2 separate regions of the Hordeum vulgare genome follow, and region 1 is linked to region 2. Evidence: chromatin contacts called from public Hi-C data. All regions are on one chromosome and are shown on one strand. The core of a region is the stretch at or near the end of the contact, and the rest is flanking DNA. Distances in the headings are between cores, read along the strand shown.

Evidence for each region. A called contact is a pair of places that touch in the nucleus more often than the background predicts.
Region 1: a contact with region 2 is called in a Hi-C map of leaf, with 5 times the contacts expected there. The contact joins two enhancer-like sites. A contact is called at or near these places in 2 of 6 Hi-C or Micro-C datasets (leaf and seedling).

The regions. Positions count from the first base shown.
Region 1 is chr7H:621,686,725-621,693,453 of MorexV3_pseudomolecules_assembly, forward strand. No RefSeq gene overlaps it. Among protein-coding and RNA genes, the nearest start is that of LOC123409912, 12 kb to the right of the region's middle. Within about 2 kb of position 2,842, at least 1 of the 3 cell types and tissues checked has open chromatin away from gene starts, as enhancers often do. A contact at or near this core is called in leaf, where this site is marked.
Region 2 is chr7H:621,573,866-621,581,106 of MorexV3_pseudomolecules_assembly, forward strand. No RefSeq gene overlaps it. Among protein-coding and RNA genes, the nearest start is that of LOC123410328, 4.6 kb to the right of the region's middle. Within about 2 kb of position 2,971, at least 1 of the 3 cell types and tissues checked has open chromatin away from gene starts, as enhancers often do. A contact at or near this core is called in leaf, where this site is marked.

The DNA of each region.
Region 1 (6,729 bases), core at 1,592-4,091, 110 kb after region 2:
TATGATACTACCTTTATAGTGCATAGTATCATAAACTAGTATTATAGATGACCTCATTTATTGACATGCATGACACATACTAAATATGTTACGGTATCTACCTTCATAGTGCATGGTATCATAAACTAGTATTATAGATGACTTCATAGTGTACATCTGACACCGATCGAATGGGTTATCAAATACGTATGACAAGGCCTAGAGAACGAGAATCAAACATAAGTTTGATCGTTCTATCGTCCTAATTATTCTGTATTTGCCTTGTTAATTTTGTATTCGGTTTGAACAACAAGCCCAATGAAAGGAGAACACCATTTGGATGCAGGTGGCGGCGGTCTCGTGGCGCCTCCTCCTGGTCAGGAGAGCAGTCATCTGGCTCCTTCTCCTCAAACTTCTCCAAAGGGTAATCCAAATCCACTTCCAGTGACTGGTCATTTGCCTCATCCTCGGGCTCCATTGACCCAGCCGCTTCCAAAAGGCTGTGTGGAAGTGAGGATAAACGAAGGGCCGTGCTTCCTCGTTGTCTGCGCAGCAGAATGTCTCCTGGAGTCATACACGGGCGGCCTGTGTCGTGGTGGACGTCTTCTTTCCGGTGCCTGCTATTGTGTCCAGTGTCCCGTAGCCAAGACTAGCCCACATGTGGCTTGAGTTTTCAGTTGATCTATAAAATAATACTCTCTCCGTCCCAAAATAACTGTCTCAAGCTTAGTACAACTTTATATTAGAGCTAATTACAAAGTTGAGACACTTATTTTGGGACGGAGGGAGTAAACGATATGGTGATCGTGTTCCACGATTAAATAAATAATTGGACATATGGCATGTGTTGCTCCTGCTCGCATCTTTGTCCTCGTGATCGCGGGAGCTATAGAATTCCTCTGGTTCCCAACATGAATATCTATAGGCTCTGGATGGGCTGTAGCATTTGTCGGCCGTACCAGGCACCTCCTCTCTAGGTTGCATTCCATGTGAGAGAGTGAGAATAAATGCACATGAAAAGATTTACATAGACTTAGTGATCTTGGTGTCGAGGCTCCGCATAGGGAAAATCGAGCGATCGTTTTAACTGGACCAGTCCATTCAAGCGAAACATCTCCAGAAGGATTTTCTTGTTTTAGAAGGTCCTTGATCCGGTTTATTTTCCGTTTCCTTTTTTTCATTTCTGTTTCTGTTTCAAAAAATGTTTTGGATTTTTAAAAATTATTCTTCAAACTCAAAAATGTTTTTTGCTTTTTTCCAAAATGTTCTGAATTTCAAATAGTTGCTTTTAAAAAAAACATTCATAACATAAAAAATATTCGGGACTTTCAAAAAAATGTTCGGTGTTTTAAGAGAATGTTCGGTATTTTCAAACAATCTACCAAATATAAAAATTCTGTTTAAATTTTAAACTAAGTTTGTATTCGATTTTTTTCTTAAATTTCGACAAATGTCCTTGCTTTTAAAAATGTTCCAAATTTCAAACAATTTCCATTCTTCAAACTTTGTTCATAAGTGCAAATCTGTTCTGGATTTCCAAAAAATATTCTGGATTTTAGAAAATTGTTTTTCAAATTCGCAAAAAATACTATTTAAAAAATAATATGTTGTAAATTGAAAATAGTTGTCGTTTTTAAAAAAAATCATAACTTCAAAAAGTTTTCGGTATTTTTAGAAAATGTTCGTTATTTTATGAGAAATCTTCGGTATTTCAAAACAAATTAAAATATCAAAAATTTGTACAATTTATAATCTAGTTTAGTGTTCAAAAATTGTTCTGAAATTTTGAAAACTTTTCTTGATTTTAAAAAATGTTCCAAATTTCGTACAGTTGTCATTTTTCAAACCTTCATAAATTTAAACAATGTTCTGGATTTTTAGAAAATTTTCTTTAAATTCGAAAAATGTTTTTGCTTCAAATTTGAAAATAGAAGGAAAAGGAAATAAAAAAGAACCAAAAAATAATAAAAAGATAGGAAATAAACAGAAAAGGAAAAAGGAACAAAAAAAGAACAAAAAAGGAAAATATCAGATTTTCTTTAGACAAACAAAAAACTGGACCGGCCCAGCCTGGCGAACCCCCTGTGCATCCGCTCGGCAGTTCGCCGCAATGACTGGTGCATAGGAGGCCTCCTCTGTTCGTCCCAAAATAAATGCCGTTGATTTAATACTAAATTTACACTAACTTAATATTAAATTAACGACATTTATTTTGAGACGGAGGGAGTGTATACATAGCATTGTCTGCCGTGAGCAGCATGGAGCGATCGCTTGCTCGCGTCATGCGCTGTGGTCTAGCCGATTATGGGTATCTGATAGCTAGTTGGTGCCGGCTTACTATGGTTTGCTGATTTCTTTTACCGTTGGGTTTCATCGTTTTTCCTTTTGGTATATATTTTAAATATTCTGAAATACATATATAAGAAAAATATATGGCTCATCTTTTTTCATTTTGATATAGATTTTAAATATTCTGAAATACATATATATGAAAAAATGTAATCCCTCTGATCTATATTAATTGTCGAAGCTTGAGTACATAGTTGTACTAAGGATGCACAATTAATTTGGATCAGAGAGAATACTAAATTTTAAAAATGTATAAAGAGAAATCATCAATAATTTTGATAATATTAATTATTTATTTAAATAAATATTCATTGTGTCTTAATAAAATATTTATCGTGTATTTAACAATATTTCTCATGTTTCTTTTAGATAATCCCTAGCTGTTAGTATGGGCTGGTTTCTCGCACTTAATGGAAGTGGTTCAGGCGGCATGGGTCGATCGTCAACACTATGAAGGACCAAGGACGACTAATTACATATTTCCAGCATGGACTGGCCCAACGACATCGACGTCGTTTATTTTAAAACTCAATAAGCCTATCCTGCTTGTTCTGGCCTTTGTAGCACCGTTGTATCGGGATCCTATAGCGCGAAATCACTAATAAAAAGTTATCAGTTGCACACGTCATTCTCACCTTCATAAACACTCGCAAGTGGCACATTGCATGTGTTTCACTTCTACATAGCAACCTATGATTCTTCTCCTTTCTACATAAATTTATTTATTCAAAATGTTTTATCTATTGAACCATAAGTTCGAATCCTGAACTTTTTTCTTCGATGAATTTTCCGCGTCGAGATCTTTTAGACTACATCCCATGTTCATAGCTTTTGACCAGTTTTTACACGAAAAAAGGAAAAAAACTGAAGAAGGGACCCAAAAACCATAAAAGCAATAAAAATAAGAAAAGGTGAAAACCAAAATAACTCGTAACCAGAAAAGGAATGAAGAAAAAAAACAGAAGATGGAAACACAGTTTTCCCCACTTTTTCTTTTCTTTTGATAAGCACAACTGTGCTCCACGCGGAAGCAAATTTGTGCCTCCATGAGAAGAAAATATCTGCTTCTTGTGGAGGCACATTTTTTTTAGAAGCACAACCTTGCTTCTAACGGAAGCAAATTTATGGCTCCACAAGAAGAAAATATCTTCTTCTTGTGGAAGCACATATTTTTTTTAGAATCACAACCATGCTTCTTACCGAAGCAAATTTATGCTTCCACAAGAATCAAATATGTGCATCTCATCAAAGCACATACATTTTCTCTTGTTGAGAAGCACATTTTATTTCAAGAAGAACAGTTCATTCAAGCATAGCTATGACTCCATGAGAAACAAATGTGTGCTTCTCATGGAAGCACATAGTTTTTCCCCTATTGACAATCACATATGTGTTTCTCATGGAACCAAATCTGTGACTCGATGCAGAAAAAACTAGAACCTTTTTTTTGTCTCTAAAACCTACAGAAAACCAGGCGGAACCGATAACACGACCCTTCGCCCCTCCCCTCCACACCTATCTAAAACCCTAAAACATGTACTATAGATAAAAAAAATGGAAATCCAAATAGAGCACCCAGAATGCAACACGTGGCCACTATTGGACGCACCACTTCACGTGCTGCCAGGACACCAAAGGTCCATGAATGTAAAAAGTATTAAAGAATTTGAAAAACTATTACCATTTAGAAAAATTATTCTCACTGTGTTAAAATATAAGACATTTTTTACACAAGATTTGAAGAAATGTTTGCAGTTTTTGAAAGAGTTATAAAAAATTATGATTTTAAACAATATTCTGGAATTTTAAATGTGTTAGGTAACTTGAAAATGTTCTAGAATTTTTAAAAAACATTCCCACTTTTATTAAAGAATTTTTTTACAAATTAAAACAATTGTTCATCAATTTAAAAACATCCAGAATTTGAAAATTTTGTGAATAATTTGAAAGGTTCTAGTATTTATAATGAATTTATATAAATATTCCAAAAAATAAAGTACTCCCATGAATTTTTTTTCATGAACTAAATATGGAAAAATAATAAATACATCAAATATTGTTTGAGATTTATTTTTTAAGTCCCGGCAGAAATGTTCTAGAACCTTCCTAAAACCATAAGACAATGGCACAAGAGTAAGACGACACATATATGTGCTCTGCTCTCGGGTCCTCGGTTCACTTCCATGGCAATTTCTCTTTACGCGCATGTCTAAGCTACCGAAAAACATATTTTATTCAACTGGTTAAAGCAAAAGTTTCTTGGGCCTTATTTGGGCTAAAGCACAAGACGTATTTACACCATGACTGTACACTAATAGAGTGTTTTCTACGCTAGCTTCATCAGTAGCTCATAGCGGAGCCGTGCCCAGTACTCGAGCAACCCCGGTCGTATGAAAAAGCACAAGGCTTTACCACTCCAGTTACTTTGTATACTCATCACCAATATATTGCAGGGTTCATCATGACACACGATTTTACTCATGGAGCTATTTTTCCTTAGGGATTACAATACGAAGCATAATAGGATAATTTATTGGTAATAATGTTAGACCATAAAGTAGTCTTCATATCTTTATTGGCAAGGACCAACTTGATCCTCAAAAAATGACGCATACAAATTGGAAAATAAGACAAAAAAATTGATTAGAACAAAAAATAAAACAAAAATAATATCAGTGAAACCGATAGAGTAAAATTGAAACACTTTGAAACCTTCCAAAAGACAGAACACAATAGCACAATGGTGGGTATGTGCACGTATGCACTCTAGACACGGGGACGCCCCCCCCCCCCCCCCCCCCGGTGTATGGCGGGAATATGTTTTTTCCAACGTGTTATCTTTGCTTTATATGTAATAAAGTTGTTTTCGGCATCCAACGTTTTTTAATTTTTAAATTTTTTCCCACCAAGGAGCATCTTATTCAGGGTACACCCTTACTCATTCTTACATGAAATGCAATCCCGAAGATAGACACATAAGGCTAGGTTTGCACGATGTTATATTTTCTCACCAAGGAGGAGTGAATTGCAAAAGCCACATAAGGCTAGGTTTGCACGGAATACGTTTCTACAGGTTGTGCGAAAAAACCACTAATTTGGATCTACTTTTTTGCGGAAACCACTAGTTGCTCGCTAATTTTAATCATATTTATGATAGATCGGAACTAAAAGACAGGGTGACGTGCAGGATAAGGCCGCGGCAGAGGGCTAGGAGCAGCAGCGAGCTCCGCAGCAGGCGAGTTTGAGCTCGTAGGAGTGCGCACCGAGGACGACGGGCCGCGAGTAGAAGCTCCACTAATAATCTTTTGGTCAAAGAGGAGTCCTTGACGGCCTATTTCTTTGCTATTTCCAACGGTAGGAGGCGTCATTGCCTCATTGATAATATTCTGGTCGAAGGAGTGCGTATGTCGTCCCGTGATGCCCTCCTCCAGCATGCTCATGATCTTTTCCTTGAGATTCTCTCTGCTAGGCTTGCTTCGGGATTCTCTATCTCTAATAACCTCTGGGAAAGCTAGTTCCGGGAAACTAATGAGGACAATGCCTACCATGTTTTAGCCTTTCCTCTGATGAAATTGAGGTGTTTGTCTCGTCCTCTAAGTCCAAATCCACTCCTGGGCTTGATGGGTTCTCTATTGCTTTCTTTAAAAAGTTTTGGGCGGTGTTCTACCAGTTGGTGTGTGTGATCATCCAGGGCTTCTGTTTGAGGACGGTAGACATTTCAAGGCTGAATTGTGTTGTCCTCTCTCTCACTCCTAAGGTCAAAGGAGTTGATCCCTTCTCGCAATTCCTACCGACCACACTTATAAATTTTTTAGCCAAATTACTTGCCAAGGGCTTTGCAGTCCACCTCTCTCCTATGGCCCAAAGTTCTTAGCCATACCCAATCGGCCTTTGTCAAAGGTAGGTTTATCCTAGACGGCATCCTGAGTTTACATGAGATTGTCCACGACCTCAGAGTCAAGGAGACAAAAACCTTAATTCTCAAACTCGACTTTGAGGAAGCTTAAGACTCGGTCAGCTGGGACTTCCTGTGTAAGGTTTTGCTGGCCAAGGGCTTTGAAGGAGCATATGTTCATAGGCTTATGCAATGTGTCTCGGGTGGACACACGGTTGTGGCAGTTAACGACAGGGTCAATAACTTCTTTGCCAATGGTCGAGGCTTAGGGGATCCTATCCCTTCGCTCCTTTTTAACTTTGTAGTCGATGCACTTTCCTGCATCCTTTCGAGGGCTGCCTCTGAGGGCCATATTTCCCCTGTTGTCTCACATCTTATCCCAGATGGTGTCACACACTTGCAGTACGCGGATGACACGATTATTATGGTTGAGCTCAGCGATCTTTGCATTTCCAACCTAAAATTCCTTCTCATGTGTTTCGAGGCTCTCTCGGTTCTGAAAATCA
Region 2 (7,241 bases), core at 1,721-4,220:
TGTCTATTGTTTTAGGATATGGAGATGAGGATGAGGTATTCGTGATGTCTTTAGCCTTGCAGGGAATGAGTAAAGGTGTGTGGGACTGTTTTCATCCTTTGCGATGCACATGCATATTTGCTAGTATATAATAACAAATAATTAAAGCGGCTAAGCCTCTTATCGCGCGTTTGCAGTATTGGGCGCCTGCACTTCCAGGAGCAACACATATCTTAGTTTTTCCTTCGGTTAGCTTTGTGTGACGCCCTCGATTTAATCATACGCTAATCATATACGCAAATGCATACGATCTAACTTAAGGACTCACGGGAAAATATCACAACACGACTCTAGACACAAATAAAACAATACAAGCTTCATATTACAAGCCAGGGGCCTCGAGGGCTAGAATACAGAAGCTCGATAAACACACGAGTCATTGAAAGCAACAAATATCTGAGTACATACATTAAACACGGGGTGCCTTAGAGAAGGCTAGCATAAAAGATACAACGATCAAACGAGGCGAGGCCTCCTGCCTGGTAGCCTCCTAACTACTCCTCGTCTTCAGCGCGATACTCCATCTCCTGGGCTCCATCATCTCGTCGCAGCAACGGATCAAGGGGACAAAGGGGGAGCAAAAGCAACGGTGAGTACTCCCAAAGTACTCGGAAGACTGACATCAAAACTATGCTAAGTATGCATCAGTATCAAGGAAAGAGGTTATATGTGGACTGACTGCAACAATGCGAAAAGAGAGGGAAGGCCCAGTCCTATCGAAGACTAGCATCTTTAGGGGTCTTTCAGCAATAGACGAGAGTAGAACACGTAACACAAATAATAATCATATTGTTGCAACAATATTAAATTGAGGTCACACCCAGAGATTCTCCCTCGACTCCCTGCGAGGAAGCAATCTCAGGGCAAACATTCCAGTTAAGTAACAGTTATAGTTGTATAAGATCAGGGCACAACTCCAAGTCGTCCTATAACCGTGGACACGACTATCCGAAAAGTTAATTTTCATCCCTGCAGGGGTGCACCAAGTTTCCCGTAACGCTCGATAACACTCTGGCTGGACACACTTTTTTGGGTCATGCCTGGCCTCGGAATATCGACACGTCGCAGCCCCACCTAGACTCAACAGAAAGGCTAGCCCGCCGGTCTAAATCCTAAGCACAAAGGATTCGTGGGGCCACTTTTCCTCTGCGCTCCTGCATGATGCGTGGGCGGCCGATGTCAGTCCTAGCACCCCTTAGTACAATCGTGATGCATCTCAGGACCACTCGGCGCGCGCCGCTCCATTGCTGACGTTTGAAGAACTTCGGTTGATACCACGACGTCGAGTACCCATAACTTCTTCCGCGTAGCCGGTAAGTGCAAAAAGGTCTCCGACCAACCCAGGTCAAATTCCCAAATCCATTAACATTTTAAATAACTAAACGGCACATCCACGCGGGAATCGACCCGCCTAACATTTATTCAGCAATGTTCCTAGTAACATGGTCAAGTAACTGTGTGGTTGTAACATCAGGGGGATCCGAGGCATCATCCTCCTTGGATCCCGAACGATGGAACCGTCAAGGTGGACTTAGAGGAATCACCCTCGAGGGTCTCACACTTGAGGGGTTGCACGACAGAGTCGTAGTCGGGAGTGGTGAAGGAGGAATCACCCTCGATAACCACGACCGACTAGCTGCACTACAGAGATATCATCATGAGTACTTCGCGAGGTGTCACCCTCGGTACCCGATAGTAGCTCTCTAGGGTCGTACAACTAAGGGAGGGTGTAAGTGCTGTGTCGGGTCTTGGCTCATCGATCAGGGATCGAGACTCGACAATAAAGCGGGGCGACTGGACTAAGGGGTCAGAGGGGAAGACTGCTCCACCTATACTAAACAGTTTTAAGGTGCAGTACTGAAAGTAGCAGTTCATCAAAAACAGGCTATGCATCAGATATAGGAGCTAACTACAACAGTAGCAAAATTCTAATGCAAGCATGATGGAGAAAGAAATGGACAATATAGGAATGATCAAGGGGGGTTTGCTTGCCTTGTTGCTCTGCGGCAAAGGGTTGGTCATCAGGAGGGTAGATGTACCTGGCAGCAGCGTCAGTCTCGGGACCGGTAAGAAGAGGGGAGAAGAAACAATAAATATAGCACCGATACAAACATTAAGCATGACATGTCAAAGCAGGGTTAGGTATGAGCTAACGCAGTGCTATCCGTCGTAGATGGGTGAGGAAAATATCGGATGATATTTCCCGTGTCTCTGGCTACTAACGGTCAGATGAAAACGATGAAAAAGTTTCACGTTTTCTATGCAAGGGACGCGTGACACACGAACGGATAGTGTATCCGGACTCATCTCGTTTTGCAGATGAACGTTCATGTTCAAAATATTTTCATCTGACTTATGATTTATATTATATCATTTTTCAAAGTTTTTATTAATATTTAGGTATTAACAGATTTGATTATAATAGATAATTAAATATGACATCGGTTGTGATGTCAGCATGACATCATCAGTCAACATGGTTTGATTGGCTAAATATGATCAGTGGGTCCCTGTGTCGTAGGCACATATAGTATTAAAGTTAAATAAATATTTAATCAAGTTAATTAGTGGGGTGGGACCCAGCTGTCATACACTGCTTTAGGATATTTTATCTATTTTAGTTAACGGATTATTTTATTAACTTACCTACTCTTAAACATTATATTAACTAATACTTATTTATCTATTTTTATTATATTTATAGAAGGTAGTGAAAAAAGTCAAAAAATCAATGCAAGACGTTTCACAAAAAGAAGCCATCGTGCGAGATAAGTGGTGTTCCGGTGGGACCCAGATGGAGATATTTCTGGTGGTCAAACTGACTTTTTTTCACGAAAATTTGTCGTGTGCAAGATAAGTTATGTGTCGGTGGGACCCGTATATAGATTTTTCTAGTGGTCAAACTGACTTTTTCCAGAAAAGACGGCAGCGTGTGAGATTAATAGTATGCCAGTGGGACCCGGATGGAGATATGTTTGGTGGTTAAAGTGACTTACGCCATCTCTACATAATTGTGAACCAATCTAGGCCAGTTTTTTTATACTAGCTTTTTTGGCTTTTAGAATAAGCTACGTCTACCCAGCTTATTCTAAAAGCCTAATTTAAATTATTTTTTAGAAACCTACATAATTAATAGGCTTTTAAAAAATAATTTGAATTGGGCTTTTAAAATAAGTTGTGTAGGGAGTAGCTTATTTAAGCTTATTCTAAAAGTCAGCAAAAAAACTAGCCTCTAATGTTGAATCATTAGAAGACAATGGTATCCCTTGTCTATAAGAGTTAGAGCAACTCTAGCAGACCCTGCGTCCCGTCCCGACCCGCAAAATAACTGTCAAATTGCGGGTCGGGGCTGGAAAATCCGCACGAGCAGACCCGCATCCCGCGCCGACCCGCATTATTTTTTGCGGGACGCGACAAATCTTCTCCTCAACCTCCATCTTCACGGGCTGGGAGGCCGACCCGAGCTCAACCCCTATCCGACGCGAGATTTGGCGGGAGGGACATTTCAGCGCGCCCTTTCCCCGTTCCCCGCACCCTCCGCCACCATTGCCACCCCTCCGCAAGCTCCGGTTCCTCCTCCCCGACCGTTCCTCGCCGCCATGGAGGACCCCATGCTGTCCTCCGTCACCGTCGAGGTCGCGCATGCTCCTTCCCCTCGTGTGGATCTCGTCGTCGGCCATATTGCCCCCGCCGCCGTGCCCAAACACACGCTGCGCCTTCCTGAAAGAGGCAGGGCACCGTGGTCGTGCAGGGCGGGAACCCGGCTGCACCCGCCGCGACGGTCCGCGCTCCGGGCGCCAACGCCGCAGTGCGATTCCGGCCGGCGGCGTAGAAGGCCGGCAAGGCCACGACCGTAAAGCGAGGAAGGTTCCGGCTTTAAGGAAACCACCTTATTCAACCTCTGACTTCACCCCCCCCCCCCGCAAAGGAGGTGCTCCGGCGATGCCGTTGAACAATTCCGCTCCCCCCGCGGCCGAGGTGTTCGACAAAATGGCCGGAAGGTATGCCTCTTTGGTCTTGGCGATTCCTTTTCATTTTTCGCCATTAGTCTTGATAGCTCGTGACTTGTCATCGTTCGCTATAGAAGTGGTTCGAACAATGCAACAAATGAGTTCATGAACATGTTGGACACGAACGCGGTTGACATTGATCAAGCCTCTTTTGAACCATTCAACTACAATGAAACGGACGGTGGCGTGGATGATCATGGTGTTGCGGACGAATTGGAGGAGATCGAAGCGGAAGCGTTTGAGCAATCGCAAGCAAGGGGTGGGAAAAGCCAAAGATCGAAGGACTACACGATCTTGGAAGAGCAAGCTTTGATCCAAGCATGGAGTGCGGTGTCTCTTGATGCATGCACGGGTGTTTCTCAAACCGCCAAGGGATATTGGCAAAGGATTGAAGATCAATACTTTCCGCATTATGAAAATGTATCCTAATAGGACTGCACGCATATTTCGGTCACTTCAAGGGCGTTGGGAGAATATCAACCTATGTGCAGCCGTTGGGCAGCTAGCTTGGAGCAAGTACGCAATGCACCTCCAAGTTGCAACTGTGGAGTCCGACTATGTGAGTTTGTTTTTCCTTTGTTCAATTTGTTTATCATCATAATGTATCATGGGAAATGATTGCATCATTTTGTTCATATTTTGTAGGACAAGATTGCTCAACATAGATACAAGGACATGGAAGCTTCGGAAGGCAAATTCTTCAAATTAGAGCATTGTTGGGAGTTGCTCCAAAAGTGCGACACGTGGAAGTTGATCGACAGAGATCCCCACTAAAGAGAGGCTCACTTGTAAACATGGATGAAGATAAGGATGATGATGGCCCAAGAAATTTGCACAAGCCCGATGGCGACAAGAAGACTAAAGAGAAGATGAAGAGAGAGCAAGAAGCAGCGAGCTCGAGGGAGAAGATTGATGCCATGGTGCAATCAAACGAGTTGATGTTGTTGAAGTCGTTGGAGATCAAGAAAGAGTTAGCCGAGAAGAAGGCAAAAGAGAAGCAAGAAAAATGGAAAATGCTCAAGGAAGAGGGGCTCCGCAAAGCTGCCATTGAGGAGAGAAAAGCACGCACCTTTGAAACCAAATTGATGTCATTGTTGCTCGCCGAGGAGAACAAGATCATGTAAATGAACCGCAATGACATGGACGACCTCACCAAAACATGGCCTGATATGGCAAGTAGAGGGATCTTGAAGAGGAGAATGGTTGCCTCGACCGGTCCGTGTTCCAGTTCCGGTGATGTTTTCTCTGCGCCATATGGTGCCAATGTAGATGATTTTGGTGCGGGAGTTGGAACAAGCGTTCCAACCGACGGATGTGGATTCGGTGGTGCCGATGAACTTCAATATGGATTCCATGGCACATAGTGAAGATCGGACCCCAAGATGATGCCGGACATTGGCGCAAACCTTTGCATGCCCTCTTTTGCGTAATGAACTTCGCTTTTATTTGCACGCAAACTGTTTATTTCGTTTGAATTTGTACTTGTTTACCAAACCCTATGTCAAATGCGAGATTTGCAGTTTTCTGTTTGCGGGTTGTCGCGGTGGAGCCCGAGCAGAACCCGCAGACGCCGATCCGTAAAAAAGCATATCCCTCGAATATACTTTTTACGGATCTGTTTGGGGGGTCTGCTTCTGTGCCAGCCCGCGCCGACCCGCAAAAGTGGTTTTGTGCGAACTGCAAACGAGTTTTGCGGGCCAACATTATGCGGGGTATGCTAGAGTTGCTCTTAAAGTCCTCGACTTGACATTAGTGTTCGTATTTTCTTGTATATATTCCACGCGTTCCGACGATGCCCGTTTAATGAGAGAAGACGTTCTTGTCGACTATAAAGACGTCTATGATGACTTCGTCAATCTTAAGATGATGTGACAGATCAGTCTCTTGTAGGTGCTCACAGGAATAGAGTGTGCATGTGTGCATTCATAAGTATGAGTGTATGCCAGCCTCGACTGTCGGGTATTTTGGTTATTTTGATTCGGATAGTTCGGTTTATGGGTAATTCGCGTACTCAAAAATGGAACCGGAATTTTTTCTGTCAAAAAAGTACCTGGACCCAAATTACCCAAAATTTTAGTTCAGGTAATTCGGGTACCCACAAAACTTAAAATATTCGGAGCACACATCAAATTTTGGTATAAATAATTTGGGTAGTATGGATATTTTGGATAGTATGGGTAACATGTTAGTGTACTAATAGCATTAATAATTTGGTTAATATGAATAATTTGGATAGTATGGGTATTAAGGATTTTTCAGACTGGAACCTGAACCCTAACCCGAAAATCAAATAGACAGGAAACGAGAACCGAACCGTAACCCTAAACCGAATTACCCGACAATTCGGCTAATTGGGGTCGGTTGGGGTTCGGGTAGCGCGTTAGGGCACCCAAATGCCCAGGCTGAAGTGTATGTGTGTATGTATCAGCATTTGTCTCTATACTATGTTAGAAAAAATCCCCACTTTTCTTTTTGTGGGGAAGGAACTTTTTATACATCAGCCATGATGTTTACGTTCGAAGATGACAATGCTAACTATTTTCACATGGGAGTTTCGAAGCCAACAGGCCGTGCGCCGTTGCGAGCGTCTCATACAAGCAAGGGTGTGACTCGCTAAATTTGCATGTCTGTCGATTTTAGCTAGACTAATGTTCCTTCCCCACTTAATTAACCATAGAAGGCTGTGCAAGAAGTAAAAAAAAATCAATGTTTAACTTTTTAAGCCGAGGACACATGGCAAACAACAAAGCATTCACCCATAAGTACATGAAATGCATGAGATGGCTGATAGCTTAGCCATTTTAAGTATTGTATATATATATATTAATATATTTGTATATATACTTTCACGTTTTTTAAGATTACACTATATATTACATACGAACGCATATAAATTTATTTTACAGTGTAAATTTATTTATTTTGTTATGTATATTGTTTATACTAAAATCTTAAAAAACATGCATTTTATGAACGGAGGGAGTATATATGAGCTGTTAAGAGTGTGACGTGTAGTTGACCATCATGTGGTCAATTGGCTGGAGTAGTATAAAAGTGGAAGAAAAAAAAATCATTTTGAGCTAGAATTATTCTTATCTTAAGCCAACCAGCAACAGGCGGCTAGTGCCGATATTCAAAAAGGACACATATAATTTTATATGAGCTGTTAAGACTGCGATGCGTAGTTGACCA